Linked DNA regions of Mus musculus: region 1 is linked to region 2. Evidence: chromatin contacts called from public HiChIP or PLAC-seq data. All regions are on one chromosome and are shown on one strand. The core of a region is the stretch at or near the end of the contact, and the rest is flanking DNA. Distances in the headings are between cores, read along the strand shown.

What was found. HiChIP or PLAC-seq counts read pairs in DNA pulled down with a chosen protein or histone mark.
Region 1: a contact with region 2 is called in an H3K4me3 HiChIP or PLAC-seq map of bone marrow-derived macrophages, with 5 times the contacts expected there. The contact joins two enhancer-like sites. A contact is called at or near these places in 3 of 484 Hi-C or Micro-C datasets (cerebellum, embryonic fibroblasts and embryonic stem cells) and 3 of 115 datasets of contacts at active chromatin or transcription factors (astrocytes, bone marrow-derived macrophages and embryonic stem cells).

What each region holds. Positions count from the first base shown.
Region 1 is chr5:91,298,458-91,305,867 of GRCm38.p6, reverse strand. No RefSeq gene overlaps it. Among named protein-coding and RNA genes, the nearest start is that of Gm19619, 19 kb to the right of the region's middle. Within about 2 kb of position 3,592, at least 25 of the 459 cell types and tissues checked have an H3K27ac peak or open chromatin away from gene starts, as enhancers often do. A contact at or near this core is called in bone marrow-derived macrophages, where this site is marked.
Region 2 is chr5:90,601,355-90,608,307 of GRCm38.p6, reverse strand. It overlaps Rassf6 (Ras association (RalGDS/AF-6) domain family member 6), which reads left to right. Exons shown (of 11, transcript NM_028478.3): 7 at 1,431-1,532; 8 at 1,842-1,893; 9 at 3,944-4,062; 10 at 4,168-4,265; 11 at 4,360-5,232. The coding sequence ends at 4,435. Among named protein-coding and RNA genes, the nearest start is that of Gm42109, 20 kb to the right of the region's middle. Within about 2 kb of position 4,532, at least 32 of the 459 cell types and tissues checked have an H3K27ac peak or open chromatin away from gene starts, as enhancers often do. A contact at or near this core is called in bone marrow-derived macrophages, where this site is marked.

The DNA.
Region 1 (7,410 bases), core at 2,343-4,842, 700 kb before region 2:
ATCTTCCAATCCCTGTCAATGTTTGCATTAGTATCTATTAATGATGCGTTAAAATGAGTTTCATTATGATGTATTTATACATGTATGTAATTTATTTTGATCAAGTCTGTCCCAGCTTCTCTCTCTTATTCCTGACTGTGTCTGTCGCTCCTCCTTCTTCCCAAGCAGGTGCCCCCCATCTTTCCTGTCTTCTTTGCATGCTTTATTAGGATGGTTTATCAGAGCATGGGTGATGCTTGATTTTCAGGAACCTAGACAACTTCCTGTGACTACACCACTGAAGAAAATATTCTTTTCTCTGTATCAACCATTGACCATGATGAATCCTCAGGAGCAGGTGAGGCCCTGTCAGCCCTTACCTCTTCCAAGACAAACTGCTAACAGGCTCCATCTTGGGCCGATCTTACACAGGCAATTGCAGTTGAGATGGGCCTGGAGAGATGATCCAGCAGTTTCCAGCAGTAAAAAACAGCCACTAGCGTACAGAAAATCCAACTTCGGTTCTTTGCACCCATGTTGGCTGAGTTGCATCCACCTATAACTCCAGCTCCAGTGTCCAAAGCACTCTTCTGGCCTTTGTAAGAACCTGCATTCACATACTCACACCCATATACCCTGATACACATAATTAAAAATAATATAAATCTTCTAAAAAGTAGGGCAAAAGTCACGTCCTGAGCAGAAGTCAGAATTCCATAAACCCCTCTGCTCTTTCATTCGTTCAGCTCATTCTGTAATATTCTCTGAGCCTTGTTGGGGGTTGTACAGTTGCTCCTTTTTTGTCTAGACATCCAATAATCATTTATTCCCAGTACTTTGGCCACTTACGGATCTTTGCAATCATCACTGAGCACGACAAAGAGAAGTTTCTCTGACAAAAGCTGACAGCAGTACTCACCTGTGAGCCTGCACAGTTATTTAGAGGGCAGATTAACAGACATGTCATGTCCGTCTAGCAAAAGGTAAGGCTGTAGCTTCCCCTGTAGTGTCTGTGTCCTCATCAGCATTTAATTAGGTTTATAGTTCTATGTGTGCATTCCCTCTAGAGGAACAGGAATCAAATCCAATTACAAAGTGGATGGCGGGGAGGGTATGGGGGACTTTTGGGATAGCATTGGAAATGTAATTGAGGAAAATACATAATAATAAAAAAAAGAAAGTGGATGGCTTTTCACTATAACAGGGATCCCATTATTGTGCCAATGTGTATGGTTGCAAACAGGGTCCACAGCAAAGTTAAGTCTGTTGATATTTGTTCTCCCCAGCAGCCAGTATAGCACCGTCTGGAACTATCTAAGCTAGCCAGCAAGAAGGAGGCTCCCAGACAAATAGAGGTTGATATTTCTATATCCCTTGACCAAGCAAGGCATTTTGCCTCTTCAATATTAGGTTCTTAGTGTCTCTTCTGATGATCATCTAACAGCAATGGCAATTGATTGTATTGTTTGTGTAACTCAATGGCCTCCCTGGCTAACAACTCACAAGGACCCAGACACTGGTAAACTCCTTTAGTAACCTATGACTTTGGGAAAAACTTTATCTACCCATGGGGTACCTCTCTTCAAACTCTCATTTTAAAATATCTTTATCATTATCTTTATTGAGTATCACATTTCCTCATGGGTTTTTCCAGACATAAACAGATTTAAAACACACACACACACACACACACACACACACACACACACACACACACACAAACACACACACACACACATGAGAACAGTCATTGTCTCCGAGCAGAGTGAGAGAGCGACGTTGAGTTGAGTTGGACCTCTGCCCAATGGGGCTATGCAGAGAGAAAGCAGGGTCTGTAGCTGAGCGGAGTCACACCCAGAATGAGATCTGGAGTGACTAGTTCAGTGGCCAACAGGCTTGCAAGCTTTCAACAGTGTCAGTCATTGTAGCATTTAGTGAATGGGTAAGTTCAAGGGCAGAGGGCCACTCACTACCTGAGGGGTGATCTAAGAGGGCGGGGAGAGAGTTAACTTCTCTTCTGGAAAGTCTGAGAAAGGGAAGAACCATGGAAGAGGGCGGGGCCAGGGAGCTGTAAGGATGGCAAGTGCCCGGGCATTGCTGGGAGGTGAACCTGTTTGAACCAGAAGGCCTGGGTGTGAACAGGAAGACAACTGGGGGCGGGAGGGGGGGTGTCATCCAAATGTGGCTCAGGGATAGAGAGACTCACCTTCCTCAGGGACCGGGGAGGAGAGAAAGGAAAGAATCAAGAAGTTGTAGCTGGGCATTTATAGGCCGCAGGGCAGGGTATAATTCCCCAAAGCCTGTTATTTCTTTAGTAAAAATGATGTTAGGTTGTGTGGGGAGCAGAGGGGAGGAGAGGTTGAGTTGGAGATCTGCCCTCCCCCAGAACATTAGCATGACCTCTGAAGATGAATGTTACTGCTGAGGTCCCTCCGCTGACTAATGCCCAGCAGATGAGGAGATAGTATTTCTGTTGACAATTACACTCTCAACCTAATGACTTGCCTTTTTTGATGATTTCTGCCTTCGTCACAGGCTGTTAACAAGCACTAAATTGTGCGTGGGCTTAACTCTCATGTCCAAGGCTTATTATATTAATATTCTTTTGCTGTTTTAACTTCCTAATATGAAAGCATAATAAACAACGTTGCCGAGAACAGCTCAGCATCTGGTGTCCACCAAGGAGTCACGGATGCTCATGAGTCAGCGGGTGCATCTCACCCGTCAGGAGAGCAGGGCTACTTATCTATATTGCTTCATCTTCTGTTAATGGAAAGGCAGCAATGTGCAGACATTCATTCAGGAAGCATCAGCTCGTCTCTTGGGCTATGTCAGGTACTCTGGCTGTGGGCGAGGATTTGATGACGGGAGGCACAGTCCTCAGGACTGATGACTGAATGCTTTTCTAGAAGTGAACCCAGGAATTTACTCAATATAGCTGCAGATTTTCCAACATTACAGCTAAAGTCAGTTGTAGCACGTGACCCATGTGAAATACGGTTTGAGTGTCAGAATGTGTTTTCCAGTACTCAATTGAAAGTCTGGGAGCTGTGTGTTTTTTAATGAGTTATCAAACTGCATTTATCCCTTAGAAGTCAAAGAGAAAGAATAGCTTCCTGCCTGTTACTTTATTTCCCACTCTGCCTTGCATAGATCTGCATTGCCTCCTACCCGACTCCCATCCCCATCCCCCATCCCCCATCCCCACCCCCACCCAGGCCTCCATGGGGATGGCAACAATGGCAGTGGGGCATGGCCATTGCCCAGGCTGCTTGCTACCTTTGTTCTGCATGCATTTCAATTTCTAATTCCCTCCAATAAAAGGTGATTTGTTTGCAAAAAATTTAAAAAAATGTTTATAAAATTTTTTTTGAAAAACCTCAAGGATGTAAGGGAATAGATTTGCTAATATCTTCTTTATTTTTGATATAGAGTTAGCTGGTAGGCACCATTCATTGTCCCATTCACCCCCCTCCGGGTGGAAGGAAGTTGCACTGACTGTGGTTTCAGGGGGACATTTCTAGTTTCCTTGTTTCCCTTTCCCATTCTTCCCTCCCTATTTCCTTCTCTCCACCCTGCCCTTCTCACTTCCCCTTTTCCTTCCCTAGCCTCTCAGTCCACTAATGCTTACTGAGCACTATTGTTTTGCGGCGGGCTCTGTGGGTGCACAGTGGAATTAGAGAGATAGCAAGGCAGGCACACACACACACACACACACACACACACACACACACACGCGCACGCGCACGCGCACGCGCACGCGCACGCGCACGCGCCAGTCACACTGAGGTGTGTTAGGTTAGCGCATGTAGCAAGGGACAGAACTGCTTGGGAGAAAGGCTCCACAACAGCCTGGAAGTGGAGTAAGGGCTTCACTTAGCTGAACAGGGAAAAAAGCAAGCATAGCCTAGTCCAATGAAACTGGGCAGAAAGAAGGGAGCAAGTGCGCCTTTAGATTTAGAGGTTTGGGTTAGACCTTTGCTATACAGGACATGGATTAAAGGATCATAGTCATTCATCTATCATCCTCTGCAAAGGACCAAGAAAACAGATCTCTGCTGCTCTTTGAAGCTGGCTTTTCCCTTCGGTCAGCCAGATCTGAGGCAGGAGTTCTGTAGTGTCACCGGGTCACATTCGCTTAGTTTGTGATGTGAGATACAAGACATAATCCCTTTCACGCTGCCACTACACCTCCCCCTTACACACATCCCTGTGGCCACGGTTTCCCAGGGCCCCGTGGAATGAGGGATTCTGTATGCTCTGACCTGCAAACTGCCTGGTCTCTTCCTAACTACAGGACACACTTGGCATTTGGTTTATGTTTGCTTTAAAGTAAGAGATCTTCTGCAAACAGAGGGCTGACATAATCACTATTGCGCCCTTTTCCTTTAAGAGAAGCTCATGTGGGCTGGTGAGATGGCTCAGTGGTCAGGCTGCGTGCCACCCAGCCTGACCGGACAACCCGAGTTCAGTCCCTGAGACCAAAGTGGTGGAAGGCGAGTGCTGATGCCTACAAGCATCTTGATTTTCACATGAGCCTCAGGACACATGATGAATATGAATACACATACACATACACACACACACACACACACACACACACATACACACAGAAAATGCAATACAATTTTTTGAAAAGAAACTTGTATAAAAATACTACTTATGATGCAGAGCTATGCTCTTTCTTATCTATATGCTCTTCTTTATACCTTATAAGGAAATATCTCTCCTTTAACATCTCAGTATCCTTAGTATCTTATTTTAAGTGTGTGCCTCCCAGTCAGCCACTGAATATCTGCTTTGTTTGTTTGCTTCAATTGCTAGCTCTTCGCCAAGGTGGTATATATAATCATTAGGAGTCTCCTTCACTAGTATACCTGGAGTAGCAAGGTGAGCATCCTATATGCTCTGAGCATGCCTTGCATTGCTCACTGTGGTTATGTTACTGCCTGTTAGCTTGGCCAAATCCTTTCTAGACTGTACATACCAAGAATACAAGGTTCAGTGTATGTAGAATAACCATGAACTTTGTAGTAATGCATCTTTGCATTTTGAGAAAATTGACTGGTTAATAGTCATTTACAGCAGTTATTTTCCATGATCAACTTCTATATTTCATTAAGTTTTCTCATATTACACTTGATTTTTTTGCATTAACCATGACTACCTAAGAAACAAATGTTTTCTTATCACAGGTATTTTTCTCTGCATCTGCCTAGAATATTTTCTTTCTTTTAAGACATTTTCAATCATATATATCAACAAAAAATTATCTACAATATAGAATTTAATTGTTTGTCTACAACTCCCCAATATTTTCGTTATTGATAGGTTACATCATTTAGCAACATTACATATATCCTTTTATTTAATATAACTTATATGTGCGTTTTTATATTAATTCATTTTAAAATCACTTAAGTACTCATTCTTCACTTTATTGAAAGTGACTTACATTTATTTTTATCAGCACTTAGATTTTTAAGAAGATGGTTTTGTTTATTTTTATTTGGACTCTACATAGAGCAATAGTTATGAACATCATACCTTCTTGCTATTTTTTGCAGAACCCTTAGTAAATAGTTATGTTAACTAACTTGAGAGACCAGGCAAATATGTAGAATCTGGCCACTGTTCTTTTGTTTTCTTTGTTTGTTTGTTTGGTTGGTTGGTTGGTTTTTTAAATTTATTTTTATTTTTATTTTATTTTATTTTATTTTATTTTATTTTATTTTATTTTTCGATATGGGTGATTGCTATCAAACTGGTAGCCCTGAGTGAAGGTGGGGATTCTTTTGAAAACTTTCCAGATTGACTAATATTTGTCTAGAGGGAAGTTGTGTCATGTAAGCAACAGAGTGATCATCCTTTCGCATTTTCTGCATGTTGATTCCTTTGGTGGGGAGTGGCCGTTGCGCAGGCTCTTACTCAGGTTTTGTCAGAGCCAACACCATACCTGGCAAAGCCATTCATCACGAGAATTTTAGGTTGGGCTAGAATTTCTAAAAGTTACTATTGGGTGGAGTGAGTAGAAATCCAGTGTGTTTTCTGTAGGTTAGTTTATCTTCTTTACAGGAGACCTACATGAAAGAGTGAGTCACCTGAAGTCTAGATCCCAAAGTGGCTCCGTGGGCATTCTTGATGGGACAACCGGTAGTTCATAGGATGTGTGAAGGGCTGTGTCCCCTGAGTACAAAAATGTGAAAACTGATGGCCTTCCTCATCTCAGTGGGTCATGAGAAGGAGGAATCTTACCCTGACCGATGTTGTCCACTATGCCCTTGCTTCTAGGAGTTCTGTTTTATCACAGATATATCTTATTTGTCTTATACTGTAGCAAGTACAAATGCTATCATGTTTGGCTGGAAGTTGGGTCTCAGCCACTTTTGTGTAAAAGACACATGTCTTTTGGGGGAGGACACCGGCAGTGTGAAGTGGTTGTGGTGATTATGTAGGGACATACAGTGACTCGAATAGTCATTCGTCAGAAGCGATGTGCTGAGATCCAGAGATCATAACAGTTGTGCAAAGTCACTGGTGTCATTCTGTTGCTCTGTCCATTCTCTGAGACAGAAATCATGGCTCTGTTGCAATGATGGCCACCACAGCAGCCTTCTATTAACTTGGCTTTTCCAGATGAAGAAACACCTTGGCAGCCACGATAAGGCCAGCACCCTAAGCAGCTCAGAAGATTTCTCTATGACTTCTTTATTTAAGAAAGAAAGAAAAAAAAGGAACAATTCAATTCAACTTTTAAGTAAAGCCTTCTAACTTGGCCACAGGTATTTCACATGATGGTTATTCTAGCACATAGCTCCAGGTAAACAGGAATGTGCAACTATGTGCCTGCTGGGCAGGGCTTCCAGAGAATTCCATTCAGACCTCAGATCTGCTGCTGTGTCCCAGAAAAGGCCAGTGTTCTATCTCCAGAGACCACCATGTGCTTCTGTAGTCTCCAGAGACCACCATGAGCTCCTGAAGTGCTTATTTTCAAAGGGCTTCTACATGCCCTGTTCTGAGCACTTCACACTTAATGTCCATCACAAGTCTGCCAGGCAAGTAAGCAAGTATTTTCATTTTAAGTTTGGAGAAAGGAGAGTACAGTGGTTGAAAGCTAAGCTCATGAGGGGAAGAGAAAGAAAAGCCTGCAGTCTGGTACTGTTAACGCCATTCACTGTGGCCAGGAAGGTCACTCTAGAAGATTTTGCACAGCAGATGCCAGGGGAAAAGACCATCTGACCACTACTCTCTGTTTTCTTCTCTTCCATCTGGCAGTCAATCAGGCCTGGAGTCAACTGAATGTAGCTATTCATACTTCAAAAATAATAAAGTTAAGGAGGTAAGACCTCAAGCAGATTTCTAATTTATAATATTTGAGAGACTACTAAAATGTATTTTAAAATATTTGAGCAAAATTATTAGCTAAATTCT
Region 2 (6,953 bases), core at 3,283-5,782:
CCATGTATGTGCTGGGGATTGAACACTGGTCCTCTGAAAGAGCAGTCAATGCTCTTAACTGCTGAGCCAGCTCTCCAGTCCCGCATTTCAGGGAAGGGTGCTTTTCGTCTCGTTTTGATTTGTTTGGACATTTTTTAGTCTTGTTGATTTTTTTTTTTTTTTTTGGTCTTGAGTTGTTTGTTTTGGGTTTTGTTTTGGGTTTTGTTTGTTTGTTTTTCTTTGTTATTTGAGAGAAAAGGAAGAGAGAACACGAAGCTCAGTGGCTAGGGACGCGAGGAGGATCTGGGAGGAATGGGATGGAAAAACCATGATCGAAATATATTGTGTGAAATTTTTTAAATTAAAAATAAATAAATGAATGAAGAAGCACATACTTGCCAGGCATTGTTACAGAGCTCAGGCTGGTCTCTAGCGCTAAGATTACAGACATGTGCTACCAAACCTAACTTTGAACATATTTTTAATAAACCATCTCATTAATCATAAAACCTCTTCCATGAGGGTGGATATCATTTTCTTCTTTATATATAATCAAAGTTCATAGGCATCAAGCAATTTCTTTTGGGTCACACTGCTGTTAATAGTATTTCTGAACTTGACCCCGCCATATTTGTGTCACGCCAGAACTCAAGTTATTAACCAGTGTGACAGATGAGTTCCATCAGGTGCTGGGTGCTGAATGCATAGATAAGCTTCCTGAGGTGTGGGTACAAAGCGTAAAGAGGAAAGCCAGCACTCCAACAAACAATCAGAGTCACATAAAGGCCCCCACAGAGACGGTATAAAGGCATTCTGAAGCTGCTGGTTTCACCCAGATGTACATCACATTCTGCAATCTGCCCTTTAGGTCTCAAACTTACACACAAGTTGTTTATACAAGTGTGGCCACGGTTTAGATAAAATTTCTGTTCTGACTTGTCTTTTGCTACGATGTGTAAAATGTACACACATCTTTCTATAACACATATAAGACATTTCACATGCCGGAGGTCAGAAACATGTCATCGTTTCTCCCAGAATTCAGAGCTTTTTCATGCCGCAGGGTCTAGCAGTCACTTGTGTCTTCATTCATTTGACAAATACTTATGAGTTCTCTGCCAGAGCTGCAAGTACTCTCAGCACTGACTCTCAGCCCCTAAACATGTGATGTTTATATCCTATAACTTAAAATTCACTCTTAGTACTTGTTATAAGAATTAAGTCAATATTTATGAAGAGCTTAGAACATTTCATATAGTGCTTAGCATTATCATTCATACAATAATAATCATTAAATCTGTGTTTATTTGTGAACACTGTGACATCACAAGGAGTTGCATCATCACTTCTTAGAATTACATCCCCCACCACCACCACTTCAGGTTCAAGATACTGATGTTAGTTAGTTGATAGAGTCTTGAGGTCTCATGTGATTTATTATTGTCTTTTAGACATCCATCTTCACCCCAACTTTCGGATCAGAGACTAAGGTCAGAGCCAATAGTATCATGAGAACTGAAGAAGTAATAAAGCAACTTCTCCAGAAATTTAAGGTAATCCTGACCACTAACCCGAGCTTTACCATGTGCGTAAGTAAAAGCTAATGGCAACACATAAATGCAGTTTTTGGGAAAAGAGCTGAGGGCTGTGAACCAACATCATCTGTTCAACTTTGATGGACGAGAACTTCCTCCAATTTCCTTGGGGTAGCTGTAGCCCAGAAATTCACATTATCCCCCCAGGAGCTGGGAAGATGTCATGCTGACAGTGAAGGGGCAATGGGACACCCCCCCCCAATACTTTGGGTCTAATAACATCATCTGAAACAATTACATTTATTCCATTTTTTTTTCTATTGACAGATTGAGAATAGCCCTCGGGATTTCGCTCTTTACATTATTTTTGGGACAGGAGGTAAGAAAAATTGACCACTGCAGAATGTTAGTTTTCTCTCCATAAGGAAGGCAGAAGAGCCACCTGCATCTGTCAACAAAGGAAAGAAACAGAATCACAAAAGAGAGGAGAGACGGGAAAGGGTTTGTTATCATGGTTGTTGGTTACAGTTTGGGTGTAAGCCTAACACACAGTCTACCACTGAGCTACACTCCCAACCTGGAGAGATGGTTCTTGAGTATCATACATATATCTTCTCCAACTCCAGGGAGAGATAACTTAGGATAAATACCTTCCAGGAGGTTATGATACACGGACTTTGCTTGTATGCCAGACGTTGAGTTGTCTGAGTAGAGGTCAGAATCTCAGGAAGCTGCCCAGGAGGTGTTGGACTCCCTGTGAGTCACCTCTGCACCTAGCTCTTGTCCCTCCTTACCCTCGTGTGTTGGTCATCACAACATGCCACCTCTCTGACCCTGCCACCGAGTCTGACACATCATAAGACTATGAGCTCTCCTTTGGGAAGGAATGCGAACAGAACTCAGGGCTGGGGGCAGCGGGGGATGTGTTTTCAGTAATGGTTCCAGGTCACCAAGAAGCAAGACACTTGGGAATGTCAGCTATGGACGCAGCTGAGGGTGTGAAGCCAGGTGAGCATGAGACTTTAAGATAGAGAGAGGATTCTGCAGCGCTGAGGAGAGGAACAGAACCTGAGGGCTTCCTGTTGCCCCAGACATGGCAGGGGGCAGAAATCAGTGCATGGTGAACGGGAATGGAAACAAGAATAAATCTAATCCAGAGATGAGAAACAGATTTGCTCATCTCGAGGAAGGAGGTGAGAAAAGAAGAGAAGCTGGGGGGCTGGGGGCTTTTCTCTGTGCTTCCCTTTTGTTAAAGTGAAATCCCACACGGGAGGTCGCTTGGAGGAAGTATGAGAGGTACTTTTGTGGTAGGGCATTTATTCTAACATTTTACATTTGAAATTCTGAAACTCTATCCGTTTTCTTTTGTCTCCTTTCCATGGCTGAAGAGATGAAACCCACAGATAATGAAAAAACTAACCTCACTAATTCTACATTCTTATTTTAGTTCTTGGAAAACCCAAGAACTGAATGAGAGATAGGAACAAAAGGAGTTGAGAACAACTATCAAATAGAATTACAGTAGCTGAACTTGGAAATAAGTGTTTGTTGAATCAATGCATGAACAAATGTGAATGAATGAATGAATGAATGAATGAATGAATGAAGCCATGTAGCTCCCTCAGTAGGACCAGAGCTTTGTCTAAATAACTGAAATTAAGGTCAACTTATTTGAACTAGTAAAGTCAGACCCTATATTGAGAGGAAGAAGTTCATTTGGAGTTTATGTAAAGGTTTTTCTTTTTAATTTCAATGGATACAAATGTTTTCTTATCTAAAATGTAAGGTTACTGTTAGCCAGTGTCAAACATAGTCCAAGAATATTGAATGAATGTTTCCAGAAATAACAATTCATAAGCTTTAAAATGTGTACCATCAGCTAGTGATGAACGCTTGTTCTGTTCTTCACTGCCGCTTCTGGGATGATTTATCCACACGTAGATCCAACCTGCCCATTAGTCACTTAGTATCGGCTTAGTTAGCAGGTCCACCATGGAGGCTCCATAGTGTTAGTCTTCAGGTAATACTTCAGCAGGGGATGTAAATGCTCTCAAAGAAGTATAAAAGCAATAGCGCTGACAGTTTTATTAAATTATATTGTGGTTGCTCTATCTTGTTACTAGTGATGCTTACCTCTTACTCTGACTAATTTATAAATTAAACTTGATTATAGATATGTATGTATATGTATGTATAGGACAGATAGATGAACATATGGCATTATATACCATTAGAGTGTCACATGTTCCTTGGGGTCTGGGAATGTATTCACCATGGGTAATGGGGCATGGCTCTCCTTTTTGCAGGATGGGAGTTCTTGGACTCTATTGCCTCTAAAACAAGTCAAGGGAAGACCAAAAGACAAAATTGCCTTCTTTTCTTTGTCTAGGATTAACATTTACTGTGGTCCATTCCTTATACATTTGCAGAGCAGAGAAAGCTAAAGAAGACCGATGTCCCACTGCTGCAGAGGTTACTACAAGGACCATCCAAAAGCAATGCTCGGATCTTCCTCATGGATAAAGATGCAGAAGAAATCAGCAGAGATGTATGGGCGCCCGTGGTCTCTGCATGTTTGCGTTTGCGTTTGCGCTTGCGCGTCTCCCACTGACAGGGTGCTTCTTAACCTAAAACCTCCTGTTTTCCTTTCCAGGTGGCTCCGTACATTAATTTTCACTTTTCTTTCTTGGAATCCATCCTTCAAAGATTAGATGAAGAAGAGAAAATGGAGATTGAGAGAATTATGGCAAAGTGAGTCCAGAGTGGACCCCTGGATATTTCGTCCTTCCGTAGGTTTCATGCCCTCCCGGTACCCAGTTTTTTATATTCTTGCTCTCCTTTCCAGATTCAATACCGAAAGGGCCTTTATCCTGAAGTGTCTACAGAGTAAACAGGCAGCTAAAACGGAGACCACAGTCTAGAAGCCCTGCTCAGCGGAGTTAGAGGGAGCACTGCAGAATCCGTGTGTGGTCTGCTCTGCATCCTAATATGCATGGCTCTGAAGCTTTGGACGAACGAATGCCGAGCAGCCTGCTTCCTCTTTGAAATGCAGAGGTTGGCTGCGGTTCAGAGTTGGACTAAGGCAAGATGGGACTTCATTTCAGTAACTGAAGGGAAGCCTGCACACTGCCCATTCCAAATGTCCTCGATAGCAAGTTCTCGGGTGAGCTCAGACTCAAGTGGACTCTGCTCTTATCACCTGGTTTAAGCTTGTTTTATCTTGCGCTCTTAAAAGAGCCGAGATACTTGATGACTCATAAATGACGGGAAGTAAACATTTCCAGTTCCTGATGTCAACAAGAAACACATTCTCAAGCCATCAGCGATCTGAACTGACCCTGTTTCACAGCTGTGTAAACATCTGAGCATTTTCATAAGATTTAGGAATAGATCTACAAGGGCTGATGATTTTAAACTCTGAAGTATCAGAGTACCCGACCTTTTAAAATAAAGTGGTTTTGGATTTTTGTAAAGAAACCTAAACTCGAGGCTGGAGTGATGGCTACGTGGTTAAGAGCATTGACTACGCTTCCAGAAATCCCCAGTTCAGTTCCCAGCATCTACAGGGCAACTGGCAATTATCTGCAACCCCCGTCCTAGAGGATCTGGTACCCACCTATGTGGGCATTGCAAGCACGGGGCACACAGACACAGAGGGAGGCAAAACAGCTATATATGTTATAAATAAACAAATATTATTAAAAAAAACCTAAACTCTGATTGTTCATGCCCTTCATTTGTCCCCACACCCTTCTGTGCAACTAACTGATAACATCCAAGCTGTTTTAAATGTCTTTAAAAAGGGATTATAGTCATTATCTTTCTTTACCCTTGTAAACAAATATATACCACAAACATAAAGTATACTGTGTTTGCTAGGAGAGGACTTACCGCAAATGCATCTTACCGCAAATGTGTCACTGTTGCAGAAGATTCCTGCAGATAAAGCCATGCTACTATAGCTGAGCCAGGCAGGACATCACAGCATCCTTGCTGTTGTATAAGACCCTCTTCAGGGTCTCACAGGTCTGCTAATCCCACCTGGAAAAGCAAAAATACTATGGGGTTTTATTTGTAAACTTATATCAACAAGGAGGTTTAATCAATATTCTTCTATCCCCAAATGACTTCCATTTGAATTTCGTCTGACATTGTTCAGTCGGGTTACCTGTACTACGGTGAGGTTGTATTATCAACATTAAATTGTGGAACAGTTCTAACAGTGAGTTAATCATGGTCAGCATCGCCAGAACTCGGAGTCGGAATCTGGCTGACAGGATAGCAACAGTGTGGCCTTTGTGTCCAGGGAAGCCTACCTCACTGGTTGAAATGAAATCTTACATTTCTAATGTTTTGCCTATTGATCAAGAAAGGAATGGTTTCATCTCACTAAGAATGGACCAAAAGATCGTAATATATTGGAAAACCTACCCAGGTATGATGGCATATCCTTGAAATCTTACCCTCAGGAGGTGAAGGAAGGAATATTTCTATAAATCCAGGCCAGTGCAGACTGCTTAGTAAGCTCCAAGCCAACCTGTGCCTTAAATAAGGCCCTATCTCAAAATGAGATATATGTATACATACAAATTATGTACAAAGCCCAGCAAGCCTTACAGAGGAAAGGGAAGATGGTATGAAAACTCATAGGAGAGAAATGCAAATAACTACTAAGTGTATTCCAAGTATCATATTCAACAATGACCAACTGCATCATCAGTTCAAATCACTAGAGAGAAACCGTGCAGTCACATAAAGTGAGTTTAGCATGAAGAATTATTTAACTATGATAGGACGGCAACAGAAAAGATAGAAATAGAGCTCTAATGGGTACCTGGCAAAGCCAGCCTCACACAGCCCTGTTTTGAGTGTTCGTAGAGATGAGGACTAAATATAGACACGAGGATTCTGGCTAGTGATCTGACCTACACTGGGTTCTAGTTATACCACCACTGCCTGAATCAAAAACTGGATAAATGGACCAGGTAAACAGAACCGCAGAGCTCTGCACCTCACAGGCTGCTAGCACTGGGGAAAACACGGGATAAAGGGTGAAGAAGGAAAAATCTGGTCTCCAGGAGCCATGGAAGCCTCAAAGACCTCCAACGGCTATGTTTTTACAGTACGCCCTCTGCTGGCAACATATGATATTGTGTAAGCTGCAAAGGAAACTTCTGAACCCCCACCACCCAGGGCCGATTTCAAACTGAATTTGGGCAGAGAAAATAAAAGCTACCATATCAGTGCAACAAGATCCCTAGCAAAGATTAAACTATTCGGCAGATAGTGACAATGTTTGCTGCAGCAAATGTTTTTCCCCCTTTAAGCACGAGTTAGATGTTAAATTTATCCTATAATTTATTTATAATTCTATTTATAAGATGTTATATGGGCATCAGAGATACAAAGGCTTTCTTCAAAGTTGTTTACTGTGCTGAT